Linked DNA regions of Sus scrofa: region 2 is linked to region 1. A link is a contact called in public HiChIP or PLAC-seq data. All regions are on one chromosome and are shown on one strand. The core of a region is the stretch at or near the end of the contact, and the rest is flanking DNA. Distances in the headings are between cores, read along the strand shown. Region 1 holds the start of NAA38 (N-alpha-acetyltransferase 38, NatC auxiliary subunit). Region 2 holds the start of LOC102159363 (putative uncharacterized protein FLJ38447).

Region 1 (3,276 bases), core at 217-2,716:
CCGGACCAGCAGCGTGGGAGGGAAGATGGGGCCCACCCTGGGGCCTGTGGGTCTAAGGCTCAGCCTGTCCCCCATCCCCACCCCCGAACCATAAGGGCACCTCTGGCAGCACTAGACGTGGAAGGAGCGCTGAGAGTGCCCCCGACCTCAGATAAACCTCTTCTTCCTCTAGGGGGGAGGTGTGCAATCCTTGCCCCCCGCATCCCAACCACACACAGACACAGGCCATGTCAGTGACAGGTTTAATGAAGTTTGAAAGGCATGCGCGGTCGGGCTCAGAGATAGGGAGGCCCCGCCAGGCTCTCTCTTTGCACCTCAATAGAAACGATGTGGTGTCCAGGTACCATAGCTAGGCCCAGCACACGGGGTTCCCCGGCAGAGAAGGAATCTGGAAAGAAGGATCAGAGCATCAGGGAGGCAGGCCAGCGTCGGTCCCGCCCCTTCTGAGCTACAGCTTCTGGCCCCCGAAAATGAGGGATACAGCCAGGCCCTGAAGGGGAAATGCTCCGAGGCATTCCCAGGCGGGTATGCATTCCCCAGGCACTGACCCGACGGCTTGAGGAACTCCTGCGCCGAGCCTAGGATAACATTGCAGTCGCGGTCGGTGCAGAGGAAGCAACCGACCAGTGTCCGTCCATCTGTCATGCGAATCCGCATAGTCTTGTTGAGCAGCGCCTCCAGCTGCTGCCTAGCGCGCGCAGACGGCGAGTCTTCGCGCTCCCCGTCTGAGTCCTGCGCGGGGCGGGACATGTGCTCAGACCGCACCGCCCCGGCTGCTGCCCGCCCGAGGAACCACAGCTCCCAACAGCCCGCGGGGCGCTCGCAGGAAGCCCAGAGGCTGCCGGGAGCTGCAGTTCTCCCTCCGTCCTCCCACTTTACTCCCCGACGGCCCCTCAATCCCAGAACCCGAGCCCGCGCTAACCCCGGCGCTGGAGCTGCTTTGACGCCGGCTGCAACAGCCATTCTCCTCTCGTAGCAGCATAGTTGGTCCAGCTCCGGCCATTTGTCCGCGGGCCTCCTCCAGGCCCTTCAACTTGCTGAGAACCTTTCGGCTCCGGGGGGTCTGAGATCTCGCGAGCGCTCCCGACCTGTTTTCTTTCGCGAGATCACCTCCCCTCCTCGTCTCCTCGGCAACTGCAGAGATCTCGCGAGCGTCTCCTGCTTCGGCGAACGGCTCGCTGAGGTCTAGGTCGCCGGATGTCCTCAGATATCGCGAGAAGTTTTCACCTCTCTCGGTTCTTACATATCCTTTAGGAACCCTGGAAGGAAGCGAGAATACCTTTTTTCTTAATCGCACTCCCCACTCCCTTGTTTTTCTGCCTCGCGAGATAGTACGTCCCAAGCACTCCCTATAGCCCAGGCCACTCAAAATTAAAACGGAGGGTCTTTTCCTCCCCCCGGAACTCCGGAGGACACCACTCAATTACTTCAACGTCGGAATCGGACCACGTTTCCCGTGAGCCCCACCTCGCCCTCACAGCGTCTGATCTTGACAGACGGTGGCCGGAAAAGGACAATGGTTTCCATGTCAGCGGATAAACGCCCTCTCCTTAGTTCCCGGACGAGAGGGAGGATGCGGTAGTGAGTGCGCGCTGAAAAGCAAGAGCGCAACTGAAGGAGCCGGTGAGAGGGCGAGAGCCATGCTGCGCCGGGGCCTAGTGGCCGGGCCAGACTTTGAGTATTTCCAGCGTCGCTATTTCACGCCGGCCGAGGTGGCCCAACACAACCAGCTGGAAGACCTCTGGGTGTCTTACCTGGGAAACGTGTACGACCTGACGCCGTTGGCACAGGAGTACAAGGGTAAGGGCTGCACTTTTGGGCCGGCGTCGGGCGTGCGTTTGGGGGTGCTTGGTTCTTGGGTGTCTAGCACTGACACGAATGCCCCTTCCCAGGAGACCTGCTGCTGAAACCCATCGTGGAAGTTGCGGGCCAGGACATCAGCCACTGGTTCGACCCAGACACCGGAGACGTGAGTTCTGCTGGAACCTGGGGTTGGGGGGAGGGGCACTGTAGAGCGGGGACGAGGCGGAGGGGCTGACCGGAGCCCGAGATAGTGACTGCTCAGACCCCCCTCCGCCAAACCCTACTTTAAAGATCCGCAAGCACATAGATCCGCTGACCGGTTGCCTGAGATACCGCACCCCCTGGGGCCGCTTTCTGCACGTGCCACCTCAGCTGCCGCGTTCGGACTGGGCCAATGATTTCGGGAAGCCTTGGTGGCAGGGGTCGCGTTACGAGGTGGGGCGGCTGTCCGCCAAGACCCGGACTATCCGCATCATTAACACGCTCACGTCGCAGGAACACACGCTGGAGGTGAGAACTGGTGCCTGGGGGCAGGTGAGAAGGAACTGGGAGTCCCAGCAAACCTCCTCGCAGATCTGCAGGCCAGCAGCTCTCCGTAACTAGTGGCAGCTGTATTTTTTTTCCGCTTTTACGGGTGACCAAGGGAAGAAGACGACCATGTAGGTCCCCGGGGTTAGCAATTCGAGGAGTGGCTGAGCCACAAGGTGTGAGAGACTCCCTCAGAAGTCCAGGGTAGTTTGGGCGTCGTAGTTTGGTCCTCCCAAGTTCATGTTGAATTTTGAACAGCAGTTGCAGGTGGACTCTCTTATTAGCCTGCTCTATTGTGGAGATGAGGTGAGGGGGCAGTGACTTTAGGGCCAACTGTTTATTAGAAGTGGCTGCCCTAAAGGCTGGTAGGATTTGGGGGCCATTCATTGCATGCTGGAGCTCCATCTTTATTTCTGGGACTGTGGAATGCCTTAAGCCACTATCGGCCAAGGGAAGCACTCTGATCCCAGCTCTATCATCTTTGGGGCTCCTGGCCTTTGCTTTGCTTTGTGTGTGTGTGTGCGCGCGGCGCGCGGCGCGCGCGCGAGCTGTATGCACATGGGTGCTTTCCACTCAGGAGACTGGGGGTGGGCTGCTTTTCTGTTCTCCAGGTGGGGGCTCTGGAATCATTGTGGGAAATCCTACACCGCTATCTCCCCTATAATGCACATGCCGCCAGCTACACATGGAAATATGAAGGGAAGAACCTGAACATGGATGATACCCTGGAAGACAACGGTATCTGGGATGAGGAGGAAGAGCTTGATTCTCTCGATGTGGACAGTACACACCATACACCTGCGTTGCTCCTCTACTTCAATGATGACCTCACCGAGCTATAGGGCGGGAGATGGATGCTTATGTAGAGTCAAGACATTTTGAGTTTAGCTGTTTCTGTGCCCCTTAGGAAAAGAGGTGGGAATGGGGTGTGTGTGTTGGGGGGGG
Region 2 (3,276 bases), core at 546-3,045, 54 kb after region 1:
GCAGAGTCTGATTAGTAAGTCTGAAGTGGAATCCTGAGATTTTGTACTTCCAACAAACTCCCAGTGATGCTGATGCTGCTGGTCCTTGACTATAACTATGCCATCGTAAGATATTAACAGGATGTTTCAATGGAACTCATGCCATAATATAGGTGGGCGTCCAATTATGGGACACAAGTTTAAAACTGTATGATGAGCATCTTATTTTCAGTGGTGACAGTGTTTCTTGTGACTGTAAAGATAACAGCGGGAGTTTACAATCTGATGCCTTTGCCAAATGCCTCTCTCTCCTATCTTTGGTAGGCCCTAATGAGGTGACTCAGATAAAAGCCCTTTGGACCTTCTCATGCCTGCCCTTACAGGCTGAAGGGTAATTCTGAAATGATGCAAAACGCCTAACCTCATAGTAGGGCTTCATCTTGATAATTTTAGGAACACAGTACTGGGAATGGGGAGACAGTAGGCATACTACTGGGGGTAGGGGATGGGGTGGGAAGGGGTTTGGTTGATTCTTCTCAGTTCTCTTAGGTGCTAGAGAAACGAGATTAACATGCACGAAAATCAGCCTCTTCTTAAAAATCATTGACACAGAATAGCTAAAATGGGACCTGTTGCTCCCGCACAGGAGAGCTGCCCTGGACAGAAGCAAAGTCGCAGCTAGGGAAACAGTCTGTCTTCTTCCCACGGGTACATCGACTGTTTGTATCATCCCTGGGCCACTTCATCCTGAATGTGCGAGGCTGGCACAGTCAGAAGATGGGGGCGATTCGTCTAGGAGCCTCCCCAGCTCAGTATCAACACCTCCCAGGGCGTTCCCTCCTGCCCTTGGCTCACCTCCCTCATCAGTGCCAATCCCGGATGTGAGGGGGGTAGTCTTGGCACCCGCTCCCTGTACTACAGCGGGGCCCTGAGAATGCAGCTCCCACCTTCCTTCTGCCACAGCTTCAGGGTTTCGCAGTTACAGCGCGCAGCGGGTCATGTGGGCCAAGTCCTTGATCTCCGGACAGTACAACACTGGGGGAAAGAAGGAGGGTTAGTGGCGGCGGAAGGATGCTGCCTACTCGGGCGTTCGGGGTCCTCTCCCGCCACAGCCACCCCGGCCGTCCCTCACCGTTGCAGGGCAGCGGGCGCCGCCAGCGGCGCGCGGGCGCCAGCACCTGGGTCCAGAGCCGCCGGAGCGCGCGCCACCCTGCGCTCCTAGGCTCCGCCCCCTTCTCGCTCCCCTCTTCCTCTTCCTCCGCCTCGCCGCTTTCCTGGACCCGGCCACCAGCCACAGCAGGTTCGCGCTCAGCCCGCGCCTTTGCCTCCAAGCGCGACCACAAGTCCTGGTCCAGGGCGACCTCCGTGACCCCGCCGCGCGGGAGCGGGGTGGGCGCGCGACAGAAGGGGCACGTGACGACGCGGCGCAGGCGCACCACGCGCGCGGCCGCCCCGCCGCTTTCGCCGCGCGCCGCCAGCTCGCGCAGACAGGCGGTGCAGAGCGTGTGGCCGCAGCGGGCCCGCGCCGTGCCGGGCAGGCGGCGGGGCGCACGGACCCCGAGGTTGAAAGGCCGGTAGCAGATGTTGCAGTCCAGTTCGCCCCGCTCCGGAAGAGACGGCACCCTCACCAGGAGCTGCATTGTGCCCGCCGCGAACTCGAGGGCGTCGCCAACGCGGCTGGCTCCTAGGACAGAACGAGCGGGCCCGTCCTGGGGCCCGCGCCGCGGCCTCTTCCCCCTTTTAATATTGAGAGCCCGCCCGTCGAGGCGTCACGCGAAGGTCGGGCCACTCCCCGCGGCGGCACGCGTGGGGGCGGCGGAGGTGCGAGGACCGGAATGCGGCCGATGGCAGAACGGGCGAGGCGACCCAAGTGGCGGCACGACTGGAGAGGTGGGAGGCACAGCACCCCACTCCCTCCACGCCTTCCTTTACCCCCCACGCAAAGCCAGGGCTCCTTCATCCTGTGTGCAAATCCCCAGCACCCTACCTGAGCCCTGGCCCGCGGCCGCTGACGCAGGGCTTCTCACGCTCTCCCATGACCCCACCCAAACATGCTTCCTAAGCCGGTGGTCCTGCCCGTTCTGCCCAGTCTTTAGTGGGCTCCTGGGCGTTTGAGCAGATGCTGCGCTCAGTTTTCCCCATTAGATTTGACCTCCTTGTGTTCTTGTAAGGCCGGCTTCCCAAATTTTATTTTCCTCAAACTCTCAACTCCCAGCTGACGTCTCAGCCCGTGGAAGGACCTAGATTCCAGGCCCGAGGCCCTAGGAATGCTGGGAATCCTCTCCTGCCTGCATAGCTAGGCCTGGTCACCCACACACCATGGTGGCTACAGCAAAGCAGCACAGCCTGAGTTCTGACTCAGAGGTCTGACTTCCCCCCACAGGTAAACAGGACATAGTACTCCCAGCCCACACTGCCTCGTGGTGCCACCCCCACCCTCCACTCCCCAGCCACCTCCTTGCCCTCCTCTCCCGGGCCTGCAGTCCTGAGTCTGTTGGGAAGGTTTATAGCGCAGACTCTAGACCCAGGTTACCCGTTGTGATACCTTGAGCAGGTTTCTTAACTTCTCCGGGCTTTGGTTTCCTCATCTGCATAAAATGTGGTTGATGATAGGATTGAATCAGCTCTGTATGTAAGGTGCTTAGAGTGATGCCTGCCACACAGTTAACACCGCATATTGGCTATTACCCTGTGTCCCAGCCTATGTTGTGTTCACTTTAACTTCTCGGTACCCAACATTTTCAACACCCATCTCTTTTGGTCAATACAAAATGGGCTTTTCCACACCCATGGCGTTTACTGGCTTTAACAGGCAATGTAAAGCTGGTTTTTATTTTATTTTTTTGCTTTTTTTTTGGGGGGGGGGGCACACTCACGGCACATGGAGGTTCCGAGGCTAGGGGTCCAATTGGAGCTGTAGCTGCCAGCCTGTGCCACAGCCACAGCAACGTCAGGTCCAAGCTGTGTCGGCCACCTACACCACAGCTCACAGCAGCGCCAGATCCTTCACCCACTGAACGAGGCTGGGGATCGAACCTTCATCCTCATGGATGCTAATCAGATTCATTTCTGCTAAGCCATGATGGGAACTCCCCTAAAGCTGGTTTTTAAAACTAGATTCTTAAAGCCTTTGAGTTTAATCTTTTGTGAGGAGGTGTACCATTATGTTTAATTATTCTATATCTTTTCAGGACTTCTAATCATACTGTCTTTCTGGTCACTTGGGGGAAGCTAGCTACTTATTCCATGATGCTGTCATAATTCAAAACTTTTGAGGAGAAGTTCTCTTTGCATTGG

Evidence for each region. HiChIP or PLAC-seq counts read pairs in DNA pulled down with a chosen protein or histone mark.
Region 2: a contact with region 1 is called in an H3K27ac HiChIP or PLAC-seq map of skeletal muscle. The contact joins the promoter of LOC102159363 here to the promoter of NAA38 in region 1. A contact is called at or near these places in 13 of 47 Hi-C or Micro-C datasets (alveolar macrophages, blood, embryonic fibroblasts and 6 more) and 2 of 2 datasets of contacts at active chromatin or transcription factors (alveolar macrophages and skeletal muscle).

The regions. Positions count from the first base shown.
Region 1 is chr12:53,111,021-53,114,296 of Sscrofa11.1, forward strand. It overlaps NAA38 (N-alpha-acetyltransferase 38, NatC auxiliary subunit), which reads right to left and starts at 1,467. Exons shown (of 4, transcript XM_013990020.1): 1 at 1,428-1,467; 2 at 923-1,259; 3 at 549-732; 4 at 229-388. The coding sequence starts at 1,003. The coding sequence ends at 276.
Region 2 is chr12:53,164,623-53,167,898 of Sscrofa11.1, forward strand. LOC102159363 (putative uncharacterized protein FLJ38447) reads right to left here and starts at 1,796. Exons shown (of 2, transcript XM_005657036.3): 1 at 1,112-1,796; 2 at 1-1,014. The coding sequence starts at 1,619. The coding sequence ends at 959. It overlaps LOC100525078 (a long non-coding RNA gene), which reads left to right and starts at 1,486. Exons shown (of 3, transcript XR_002337363.1): 1 at 1,486-1,869.